Linked DNA regions of Triticum aestivum: region 2 is linked to region 1. A link is a contact called in public Hi-C data. All regions are on one chromosome and are shown on one strand. Each heading gives the region's core, a stretch centred on a gene start, on an enhancer-like site or on the middle of the called end of the contact. The rest is flanking DNA. Distances are from core to core; before and after follow the strand shown.

What was found. A called contact is a pair of places that touch in the nucleus more often than the background predicts.
Region 2: a contact with region 1 is called in a Hi-C map of an unstated tissue, with 5 times the contacts expected there. The contact joins the promoter of LOC123046603 here to the promoter of LOC123046602 in region 1. A contact is called at or near these places in 2 of 5 Hi-C or Micro-C datasets (leaf and an unstated tissue) and 1 of 1 datasets of contacts at active chromatin or transcription factors (leaf).

What each region holds. Positions count from the first base shown.
Region 1 is chr2B:667,581,865-667,588,054 of IWGSC CS RefSeq v2.1, reverse strand. LOC123046602 (secretory carrier-associated membrane protein 6) reads right to left here and starts at 3,600. Exons shown (of 12, transcript XM_044469999.1): 1 at 3,371-3,600; 2 at 3,109-3,228; 3 at 2,956-3,018; 4 at 2,843-2,876; 5 at 2,618-2,740; 6 at 2,396-2,458; 7 at 2,218-2,311; 8 at 1,672-1,717; 9 at 1,498-1,565; 10 at 898-946; 11 at 682-747. The coding sequence starts at 3,430.
Region 2 is chr2B:667,958,788-667,965,046 of IWGSC CS RefSeq v2.1, reverse strand. LOC123046603 (receptor protein kinase-like protein ZAR1) reads right to left here and starts at 2,686. Exons shown (of 2, transcript XM_044470000.1): 1 at 739-2,686. The coding sequence starts at 2,290.

The DNA of each region.
Region 1 (6,190 bases), core at 2,351-4,850:
CAAATAAAGCAGTTGCTCACAACAAATTGCTTGTTATGCAACGGGTTATGACCTATCGATTAAGACATCGACGTTTCATTTATTTGCATGCCCATCAAGAATGATGCCCAAACAAAAAGATATGTACTATCACAGGAATCCTCATGATCTCACAGGAGCCAGCACCCCCTGACATTTTTACTGGATGCCCACCTAGGGATCTGTGTGCCCAGATGTATTTGTTTTAGTACGTTCCCGTGCTACAACAAATGCTTAGAAGTTTTGCAAATTCTACATCTTTATCGGACACCCACATAGGCAACTAGCACATCATATGTTACACATATTGTACAACAAATTTTACTAGTATAATACTTTTCCGTGCAGAAAATTATGACAATTATTTCTCAACTAGGCAGAGGCACAGCTATAAGCATACTTGTGGTCTTGGCGAAGTTTACTAGATTTAGAACAAAAGGTTGTAAGTTATGCAACATATGAAATAGAAAATTGCATTCAGTTGCTGTGAATTAAATACACATAATAATCCATAAAAAGTGAAATATACGGAACACCTACTAGCCCCTGCATTTCATGCCCTAGATGACCAGTATATGAGCATACAAAGAAAATACATAAGAACAGCCAAAAGATAAACCAATAGAAGGCCAGAGGATGTTAAACTGCGAAATTATCTCTGACCTGAAGAACCCCGATGCTCAGCAGTGTCTCCAAGCAAAATAGTGCAAACCCCACGAAGTAGAAGATCTGCAGAAGCAAATATTTGATACTTAATGCCCTATAAGTTGGATACTTGGAGATAAAGTTACTTCAAAGTGCTCTTGGCATATTCAAGAGATCGTAGGCAAAACATGTCGAGCTCACTGCAAGGAGGTGTGAAAGGAACAATGTTCTCACCCCAATTATCAAATGCTCAGAGAAAGTGTCGATCGCGGCCAATATGCCCCTGGAGAGAAAAGTAGAAAGCTTAGCAATGTAATTAAGAAGAAACTTCCGTACTTCCAATAGTGGCTACCTATGAATAGATGAAGACATTGGTCTCAAGCTAAAAAATAACAGGCATCCATTCAATAGTCAATACTCAATATAAACCGGCTACATACATACTGGTTGAATACAATGTAGAATGATAATATATTCCATCAGATGCTAAGATATTCAACTGTCAGTCAGCCCGTCCAGAACACTGGCAGTAGATCATGTTAGAAGAGCATACGCAAACAATTTATTACCAATCTTGTAGGCACATACTAGTGAAACAAGCAATTCAGAAATACAGCTGTCTCAATACTATGGAAGCCACAGAATAGTGAAACCACATATACAACTATTATGTATACAAGTTTGACTTCTATTAATTGTTAACATCCTGTTGGTTTCAATAAAAATACCCTCATAGTGTGGTCGTGGCCAGTTGTTCCAAATAGTAACATTGGTGCAATAGAAATTTACCACAGTAATTACGATGTTAACTGAATAAAAGTAGCGGTAGCTTACGTTAATGATTTCCCTTGGAATACAATTGGCGGAGCAATGGCAGCAATTATGCAAAAACCAATGTGGATCTGCACCAAACAACAAGATGAAGAAAGTGGCCGTGTGATAAGAATAATTATTAGAACAGTTGAAATGTCAAGAGTAAGTTAAATAAGCTTTGCAGGCAGATCTTACCAGATAACACAGGAAAAACCATCCAAAACTGAATGCACTGTTAGTCCTGTTTAAATAAGTAAATGAACATATCAGATGCTTCCACACATAATAATACACAGTTCAGTTTTCTCTTGTTAAACAATTGGACTGAAAATGCAGGCACCTCTAAAATTTGTCATACTATCATCTTAGAACGACTATACACATCAATTGGTCACTGATACATGAAATGGAAACAATTATGTGTAGCTTCCTAGCTGGTGCAGGTCCACCAAAATATTTTTGTAACTGTCGTAGCTATCACAGCATCATGAATTGTGTAGATAAGAAAATTTTCAAGGAAATTATGCAGCAGTTTTGAACTCACATAAACTGTCCTTTATTAGTTTCGTTAGATGGAAACAATGCTAGTAAATATTGCAGGTCTGCATAGAACATTTAGGGAAAAGAAATACGTTCTTTGTGCATAGCTGGAAAGCCCTAAAATAAATAATAAATTCACTCCCGATTTCCTTTTTCCAGTGATAGGTGGAGGTGCTAAAATGGTACCATGATATAGCATACCTCATTGCACGATAGAGGGGTCGATACCACATCAAGTAAGAAAGGGGAATTCCAAGCAAAGCATAGATTGTAGCAAGGAAGAACAGCTTTGAATCTGCAAGCATAAACCATCCTAGCATTCAGCATCTGCCAATGTACAAGAACACCCAGGCATTCGTAAGTAGTGATGAAAACCCACCTCCCTCCTTGATCCAGCAGACTATGACAGCAATAAAGTTCCAGGACAGGCAGAGCACAATTCCTGTAAATCAAAATAACACAAAATGGAAACTATCATGACCATGAGCCTCTGACATGAACCATATTTACAGCCTATAACACCACAATTGCATAATTCTACCGACAAACTAGAGTGATACCAAAAAAAAAAAAGCACTACCAGCAGTCAGCAAGTACATACCAAGCCAGCTTGCAAACGCCAGATACTGTAACTTCTGCACGTTGGCAGGTATCTCATTGGCGATGTCATGGTGGATAATCGGGAAAAAAGGTGGCCAATTCTTCTCCTCCATGGGCACTCCAGCTGCATCAAAGAAAGAAAAGGAAAGCAGAAAATAAGCACACTACTGCTAACACGACTCATAACTGAAACACAATTGACACCAGCAACGAAATAGTGGCTCACCATTCTTCAGCGACTCCTCCCTCCTTTTGATATCCTGGAGCCACAGAACAAAGGCCGTGAGACACCACACAACCTAATAAAGTATTAAGGGCAAAGAGGAGAGTAAACCCCACCGCCTCACGCCGCCTCAGATCTGATTCCCACGACGAGAGCTCCCTCGCCTTGCCATTCGAGTCCTGCGCGGCGCACCACAACCATCAGATTCGTACAGCCGAACGCGGAGTGAAGGAAAACTGAAAGGATAACCAGCGCGTGAAGCGACTTACGCCCATGTTGCCGAGGGGCACGTCGACGGTGGCGTCGCCCCTGCTGCCGCCGCCGCCGAAGCCGACGGGCTCGGTCGGCCGGAAGCCGTGCTGCTGCTTCCCGCCGCGGCCTCCTCCATTCTGCAGCGCGACAGAAAGAGCACGCGGGAGTTCAGATCTGCCGAACCACTACCCCGTCGTAGGCGGCAAGGGTTTTTCCGCAAAACAAAGGGGCGATAGATGAGCGGATAGAGGGGAGAGGGGAGAAGGGAGGTCGGCTCACGGAGAAGGGGTTCTCGTCGCCGGCGGTGCCCTCGTCGAAGGGGTTGGGGTCGTGATGCATGCCGGGCTCGCCGCTGGGTCGCTCGGCGTCGCCGCGCGGTGAGGGGGAGACGGGGAAAGCGGCGGTGGTGGACGCGGGTCGCTTCCAGTCCAAGCAGTGCGTTCCCTTCTTGGTGCTGCTTTTCACGTGACCTCTCCGGGGGTGGAGTGCGACACGACTGGACTGGCGTGGGTTCGGGCCGCTTCACACGGGTCGTCGTCATCGTCGCAGGTGCGCACCACCGGCAAGTAAGCCCATGGCCCGTGCCACTGCGAGAGCCCATTCTAAGCCCCCAGTGATCAGTCCGTTTAGCGCGGTTGCTATTTATCGCATTAAGCGATACTATGAGATCACTAGTTAAAGAATACTCGTTGCAAAGATCACTCCCACTTTCACAGGTTGCTACAAATGGCGTGCTGCATGTAAGCCACTTGTCACAATCTGTGTGTTTTCCCATTTTTCATAGATTTATTTATTCAAAACGTGTTATCTCTTAACCGTGCGTCCAAATCTCGAACCATTTTTACCGTAGGATTCCTCGCGTTGAGATTTTCAAAACTAGATCCCATGTTGATAGGTTTTGACAAACTTTTTTTCACGAAAAAACTGGACGAAAAAACCAAAACCGAGAGCACGGGGTTTATCCCTTTCTGAAAGAGGCACGCCGTGCCTATCACGGAATCACAACCGTGCCTCTCGCGGAAGCAAAACCGTGTCTCTCGTGGAAGGAAAAAAAGAGAAAACGCGGTTTTTTTAGGCACGGCCGTGCCTCTGCCGAAAGCACAACTATGCCTCTTATGGAAGTAAAACCGTGCCTCTTGCGAAAGATAAAAAACAGAAAACGCGTATTTTTTTCGTTTCCAAGAGGCACGCACAACGGCGACTCTCGCGGAGGCAACCTCTCTCGGAATGGAAAAAACAGAAAACAGGTTTTTTTTCGTTTTCGAGTGGCACGGCCGTGCCTCTCGCGAAAGCACAATTGTGCCTCTTTCGAAAGCAAAACTGTGCCTCTCGCGGAAGGAAAAAAAACAAAAAACATGTTTGTCCCGTTTACGAGAGTCACGGCCGTGCCTCTCGTGAAAGCAAAACCGTGCCTCTCGCGAAAGCAAAAAAAATAATTTTTTTTCAAAAGTTAAGGAAGATAGGTGGAAAACCGAAACGTCGAAAAAACCTGAAAAAACAGTTTAAAAAGCTGAAAACACATGCGAAAAATAAAAACAAAAAACAAAATCCAGAGGGAGCTTCCAGAGCGCGACATGTGGCGGACGGCTGAGAGCGCACCAAGTGGCGTTGATCGTTATGAGCCTCCTGAAGGAGCACTCGTTAACTAGTTGCTCCGGCGATACAAATAACAGCTTTCGATGAAGCGTTTTCCGCCTCACGATGTATTGGGCTGGCCCATTTACGCGCATCAATTCGTTAAAAAACAACAGGTGAAGTGAGAGAAGGAGGGATCAAACCCGGGTTCGGGTCATCCGGGTGGGTGCACGCCGAGCGAACCACTCGACCTACGTTCATCTTATGCTTAGAAAAACGGGCGCGCCCTACTTGAGGCTACTCTAGCCATTTTATTTTTTTCTTTTATTATGTTTCTTTTATTTTTTTCATTCATTTCTGCATTTTGTTTTTATTTGGTTATTATATGTTCATTTTTTGCATTATTCTATTTTTTGTTTGATTTCCATTTTTCTTCTCCATTTTTTGTTTTTCTTATGTTTGTTTCGTTTTCACTCTACATTTCCATATGTGTCAAAAACTTTTTTTAGTTGGTGATCGACACTTTTTGTATACACATTCAATATTGTCTGAATGCCTATTCAGCATTTTTAAAATACTTGTTCAACATTTTTTAATACTTGTTCAACATTTGAATGCTTATTCAACATTTTTGAAATTGTTTTCTAAATTGTTTTAAATTTTTTATAAATAAACATTCAACCTTTTTTAATGCTTATTCAACATTTTCCTAATACTTGTTCAATATTTTAATATTCATTCAACATTTTTTTCCAAATACTGGTTCAATATTTTTTAACTACACGTTCAATATTTTTCGATACTTATTCAACATTATTTTGAATGTGTTTTGAAGATTGTTTTTTGTATACACGTTCAACATTGTCTGAACGCTTGTTCAACATTTTACAAATATTTATTCAACATTGTTCAATACTTATTAAACATTTTTCAAAAACTTGTTCAACATTTTTCAAATACACGTTCAACTTTTCTCAAATACTTGTTCAATGTTTCGAATAAATAAAACGAAATAACAAAATGTGTAAACAAAACTAAAAATGGAATCAAATAACGAAATAAAAACGTAAAAAAAAAACAGAAAAGAAATGGAGGTAGTCTGTGTTCCCTGAACTGGGCCGGCTCATCCCCTCGTGCGCTTCGGCTAGTCAGAAGACTCGACTCGCCGAAATCACTAGTTGAGCAGTACTCGTTGCAAATATCACTCCAACCTCGCCAGGTTTGTGACAAGTGGTGCGCTACATGTGCGCCACTTGTCGCAACATGTGAGTTTTCCCTTTTTTTCCTAGATCCGTTTATTCAAAATGGTTTATCTCATAAACCGTGCGTCCAAATCTCAAACCGCTTTCATCGTTAGATTCCTCGCGTCGAGATTTTCAAAACTAGATCCCATATTGATAGGTTTTGATGAACTTTTTTCCGAAAAAACAGACGAAAAAACCGAACCAGGAGCACGGGTTTTTTCCCTTTCCGAAAGAGGCACACCCGTGCCTCTCACGAAATCACAATCGTGCCTCTCGCGGA
Region 2 (6,259 bases), core at 1,437-3,936, 380 kb before region 1:
CCGGGGTATGTCAGATCCGCATGTCCCAGCCACCACGCCATGCGAGCGCCACTGCCGACGTCAGAGTTCCCCTAGAGACGTCCGAGAGGGGCCACACGCCGAGGTGCGACGCGATTACGCTTGATCCATGCTCCGGCCACACGCCAAATCCATGCCCGAGGTGCTAGTGGACCATGTGCAAACATCGATTCGACCTTCCACGCGTAGACATCGTTAGCTGCATGCGAAGGAAAATGCCCTGCCGCAGCTGCTGCCGCACGAGCTTTGCCCGGCGACGATGAGTAGGGAGGCGGAAGAGGAGGGTAAGGAGTGGCGGATGGGTGGGTAGGAGACGTCGAAATTTATGATGTGTCATGGATTAAATAAGGAGGAACCATACCCTAACTGTATGTTTTTTGTTTGGCAAAAGTTATGACCCTTCCCGTGCACTGAAATTCTTGCCACATGTCATCATTGGTTGTATTATTAGTGATATATAAAAGATCTTATATTTTTACAGAGGGAATATACCACATTTCAAAGCTGTTGTCGTGCATTTAATACGTACTCAAGCAACATAAAAATAAAAGGAGTACTTTAACACACACTCTATTAAGATGATTTACTATTCTACCCGAGTTTGGCTTCAAGTTATACTACCAGGAGCAGTAAAAAGTCTCGTTCAAAGCGAAAGAGCAGTAAGCGAGTTGACCGGTGTTTGTTAAAAAAAAAGAGTTGACCGGTGTTACTTTTACTTACCACGCAGCGCGGTGGCGAGGTTGCCGTTACCGACGAAGTCGGTGACGACGAGCTTCTCGTCCGGTGACCAGTAGTAAGCGCGCAGCCGCACCACGTTGGGGTGCCGCACCCGCCCCATCGCCCGCGCCTCCGCCCTGAACTCCTTGCACCTCTCGGCGCCACCACCGCCGCCGCCCAGCCGCCGAACGGCCACCGGCGTCGAGCCATTGCCCACCACCACCTTGTACACGATCCCCTTCCCTCCCTTCCCCAGCACATACGCAGATGACCGGAGCAGCTCGTCCAGCTCCATCCGGAATCCCCGGTCGATCGCTACAAGCTCCCCATCGGCGCCGCTGCACTTGCCGTCTCCTCCTTCCTCGTCGTCCGACGAGCCATCCGAGCCGTCCGCCCAGCCTCTGCCGCGGCGGCCCCAAATGCAGCCGCACAGCCCCTTGTTCCGATCATCATCGTCGTCGTCTTCAGCGATTGCACGCCCACGGCCGCCGCGGCCTTCCCTCCGGTCCTTGACTTTCCAGTATATGTACACCAAGATGATGCCGACGAGGGCGACACCGGCGGCGTCGGCGACGGAGATGAGCGCTATCAGGCTTGATTTAATTGGCTGATGCTGGCTGTCGTTAGAGGCGGAGGCTGTTGATGAACTGGTGTTCTGTGGCGGCGGAGATTGCGTCGGCGGTGGGACGGCTCGGCAGGCAACTTGGAGCGGGAAGCCGCAGAGAGCGGGGTTGTTGAGGAACGCGGTGGGGCCCTGGCTGGCGAGGGAGCCCGTCTGCGGGATGGCGCCGGAGAGGTTGTTGAAGCGGAGGTCGAGGGTGACGGTCGCCGGGAGGCGGCCGAGCTCCGGCGGCACGATGCCGGAGAACTGGTTGTGCGAGAGGTTGAGCGTGCCGGAGAGCTTGGGGAGCTGGCCGAGGTCCGGCGGGATGGAGCCGTTGAAAGCATTGGAGGAGAGGTCGAGCTGCTGCAGGCTGGACAACTCCGGCCAAACACCGGCGGGCACCTCCCCAGAGAAGGTGTTTCTGGAGACGATAAGACGCTGCAAGCTCCGGCAATTCCGGAGGTCGAGCGGCAGCTCGCCGGAGAGCGAGTTCCTGGACACGTCGAGGTTCTGCAGCCTCGGGAGGTCGCAGAGCGCCATCGGGAGCTTGCCGGTGAGCGCGTTGTTGTAGAGGAAGATGGAGTGGAGCGAGGATGCGTTGGAGAGAGCGGCCGGGATGCCGCCCGTGAGGCGGTTGTCGTGGAGGTTGAGCCGGCGGAGGAAGAGCAGCGAGCCGAGCTCCGAGGGGATGTAGCCGGCCACGTTCTTCCCGGCGACGGCCAGGCCGACTACGCGCGGCTGCGACGAGATGTTGGCGCAGGTGACGCCAGGCCACCGGCACGGGTCGGCGTCCGACTCGGACCACTTCGCGAGGACCGATGCCGGGTCGTCGGTCACGGCCGCCTTGAAGGCCAGCAGCGCGAGGCCGTCGTCGGTGAGCGCCACGGCCGCCGGCGGCGGCAATGCGAGGAGCAGCAGCAGGAGGAGAATCGTGGTCGGGACTGTCCTCATGAGCAAAACAAACTCTTCTATTGTTTGTGTCAGCGTGTGTCTCTGGCTAACACTGACTGTCAGTGGCTACAGAGAGGTGCGGCAGCAGAGGTTAGAGGTTATAGAAACCGACAGATCTGCGGCAGCACTGCAGTTGGAATTGAGTGGACACCTTGGATTTCGAAGGCGTGCATGCGAGCGAGCTAGTGGTGATGGAATTCTTCTCCTTTTCGTTGGCATGCTATGCTAGTGAGGAAGTGGTTATGTGTGGAAAGATGGTTAGTGGTGGCTGTCTTCATTAGAGTGGGTAGGGCCCCAGATGTGGTAATGGAGCTCGTTGTAGCTAGAGAGAGACGTGCAGGGGAGGGGAGTACAAGGGAAGCAAAGTTGTGTGTATGTGCGGTTCGTGGCTAGACTGTAGAGTATGATGAAGGACGTTGCGGTGAGCCAAAGACTGGAGGACGGCCAGGTAATCATTCCTGTGGGTATGGACTTTAGGTGGCCTGGTTGGTGAGGTGAGTGAGTGAGTCAGCTCTGTTCGTGCACTTGCCGTTTGCCATATGCATCTCACAATATATAGAACCAATAATATCTGCTTATGTTAGGGCATCTCGAACACTGACCTTCAAACCGCCCGCAACCGTCTCGATTGCACGGTCCGGACGTGTTTTGCCATCCAAGGCGGAGCTGTATCAATTCGCTCGGCGGTCCGAATGTCCTTTTTCCCGCAAACCAAAAACAAACCCGAGGGGGGGGGGGGGGGGGCGCTTCCTCCACAAAAACCCTCTCCGCCGCCCAGGCGCTTTCTCGCGCGAACTGGTCAGCGCCGCTCCAGAGCGTCAGAACCGCAGTCATTCCCGCCCAGAGCGGACGCGACCTTTCACGTCACTCTGGTATTGAAGCGCTCGCCGGCCGACAGCGTTGCCCGCGCCGCTTCCTGGTGCACGCGACTGCTCCATGTTCAATCGACATCTCGTCGGTCCGCCTCCCTACATTAAACATGTGGGTTGTCGAGGAACCTGCCCCCGCGCCTCTTTTCCATCTATTTGCTGCCCACCATTAACCACCTCGTCGCTTGCCCTGCCATACGCCCACTATTTAAACTCCAGGGCCGACGAGTGCCTCATCCAACCTCCTCCGCTCCCTTTCTCCTCTCGGCACCACGCCCGCCATGGCCTCCTCGTGATCCAAAGCCCTTTGGGGCAGCCTCTCGTCCGAGCAGAAGAAGGAGATCACCGACATTGCCGCCGGCTGGCCGGCCGACAGACGAACGAGCTCACCAGAGGCCAGCGGTGCAGAGACCCCAAAGGAAGAGGTGGCCGCCGCCGAGCCAGTGCCACCATCCTCGTCGTCCCATGCCGGCATCACCATGGATGAGGCATGTGCTCACTACACCGACATGGTGTTGGCAGAGCGGGAGGCCGTGTTACGGCAGGCGCAGGCCGACCAAGAGTACAACCTTCGCCTCCTCGACGAGCATTGACGCACGGAGGAGCAACTCGCCGCCGGCACGACCATCATACCCGACGTGAATGTGGCCGAGCAGGAGGCACTGCTCGACTCCTACCGCTCGAGGCGGCGGATAAAGTGTGTGGCAAGAGAGATGACAAGGTCGCCAGCACCGCCACGGTCGCACCTTGCCTCCACGACCACAAAGCCGACACCTACACGGGTGTCGCCAGCAGCAAGGAAGAGTACAATATGGGAGGTCGCCGATGCTCGGGTCCTAGGAAGGTCACCACTCCTCCTCTCCCGTTCAACCAAGCTTGGAGGGCTCATCATCGTCGGTCGATTAGCCGCTTGCAGACTGCGGAGGTGGAGCTTCAGTTCCCGGGGCTTATGGCCTTCTAAACATGGGGAACAGGCAACAACGATCATTTAGACTAGGTTTAGAGCATGGTTTAGTTGAAATATGTCGAAATGTATTTAATTTGCTCTGGTTTAGGTGAAAACCATCTGGTTTTATGTAAATTTATCCAAGTACGAATGATTATCGCCTCATTTGTTTAAATATGCATCAGATTTGTTCACTTTCGTTAAATTTCTTCCAAAATGTAAGCAGCTACAGTTGGATGGCCAGCTCCCTCATCAGTGTCGACGAACTCCACCCCCCGGTTGGCAGAAAGATGTGGTGTTTGGTTTCTGGATCTGTGTTGGAGATGCCCTTATGTGTTGGAAACATGGCTTTGATCTTCTTCTTTTTCTCTTTGCACCAACATTTTCATATTCTGCACAACCTTCTGCACAAGATTAGCAGAATAGGAGCCACCTTCTGCACCTGCTTTATGTTGTCGACACTGCTATCTTTGTTGCCACAATCAAGCAGGACGTCCAAAATCTAGCAGCCATTTTGAACTTTTTTTGTGAGGTGACTGGTCTTTCCACCAACTTTTCAAAGAGCTATGTGGTACCTATTTGATGCGGCGACCTCAACCTTGATGAGACCCTACAAAACTTGCTGACCATGCGAACTTCTTTCCCGATCACATATCTTGGCCTACCACTCTCTATGTGGGAACTCAAGAAAGTGCACTCCGAACTGCTCGAGGATAAATTGCGGCAAAGCTCCCTCCATGGCAGGGGAAGAATATCATTATGATTGGTCGAACTACTTTGGTCAAGTTTGTCCTCACCTTGCACTAAACTTTGTGCCACCCCACCCACCTTGGGAGCCTTGGTATTCTCCATCTCGAGAAATTTGTGAGGGAATTGCAGTTGCGCTGAATATGGCTTGAGTGGGCCAATCTGACCAAGTTTTGGGTTGGCATGGGCAACCCTTTTGATGCCATGGACATGGAGATTTTCTACGCATGCACCTGAATCACCATAGACAATTGGGCCAAGGCGCCTTCCTAGAACGAGCCATGGATGGATGGGAGGAGTCCCAAAGACAGCCCCCCTTGTCCATGAGGCCTTAAAGAGAAAGAAGTGGATGGTTCACCAAGCCCTTGCTGAGAATGCATGGATAATACAAATCAAGTTGACTGGGAATTTTTTTCTTGGACCATCTTCTCGAGTACCTTGAGCTCTCGAGCATCCTCTCATAGGTCCAGCTCAACGATGATGTGGGGGATGCCATTTTTCTTGGAATTTTGCAACAAGCGACACCTCCTTGGCCAAGTCGGCATACAAGGCTCAATTCCATGTTGCTACACCCACTTCAATGAAATAGGTCGTCTGGAAGAGGGCAAAGTTTTTTCTTGGTTAGCCATTGCTACATGTGAACTGCGTTGGGATTTCCCCAAAGAGGAGAGAATGATGCAATACATTAGAGATAAGTATTTCCCTCAGTTAAGAACCAAGGTTATCAATCCAGTAGGAGAACCACGCAACACCTCGTTAGCAGCACCTTCACACAAACAACAAATCCTTCCAACCCAATGCCAACAAGGGGTTGTAAATCCCTCGGCGGTTACGTGCAAGATTAAATTGTGTAGCAATTGATAGATAGATTGAACAAAAATACAAAATTAAATAAAGTAAAAGTGCAGCAAGGTATTTTTAGGATTTTTGATATATGATAGAAGTAGACCCGGGGCCATAGTTTTCACTAGAGGCTTCTCTCTTGAAAAGAGCATATGGTGGGTAAACAAATTACTATTGGGCAATTGATAGAAAGCAAATAACCATGATGATATCCAAGGCAATGATTATGTATATAGGCATCACGTCTGAGACAAGTAGACCGACTCCTTCCTGCATCTACTACTATTACTCCACACATCGACCGCTATCCAGCATGCATCTAGAGTATTAAGTTCATAAAGAACGGAGTAACACCTTAAGCAAGATGACACGATGTAGACAAAGTAAACTCACCCATGAATAAACCCAATCTTTTTATCCTTAATGACAACGGTACAAATACATGTCATGTCCCTTTCTGTCACTAGGATTGAGCATGGCACGATCGAACCCATTACAAAGCACCTCTCCCATTGCAAGATAAATCAATCTAGTTGGCCAAACCAATCAATAGATCGGAGAGAA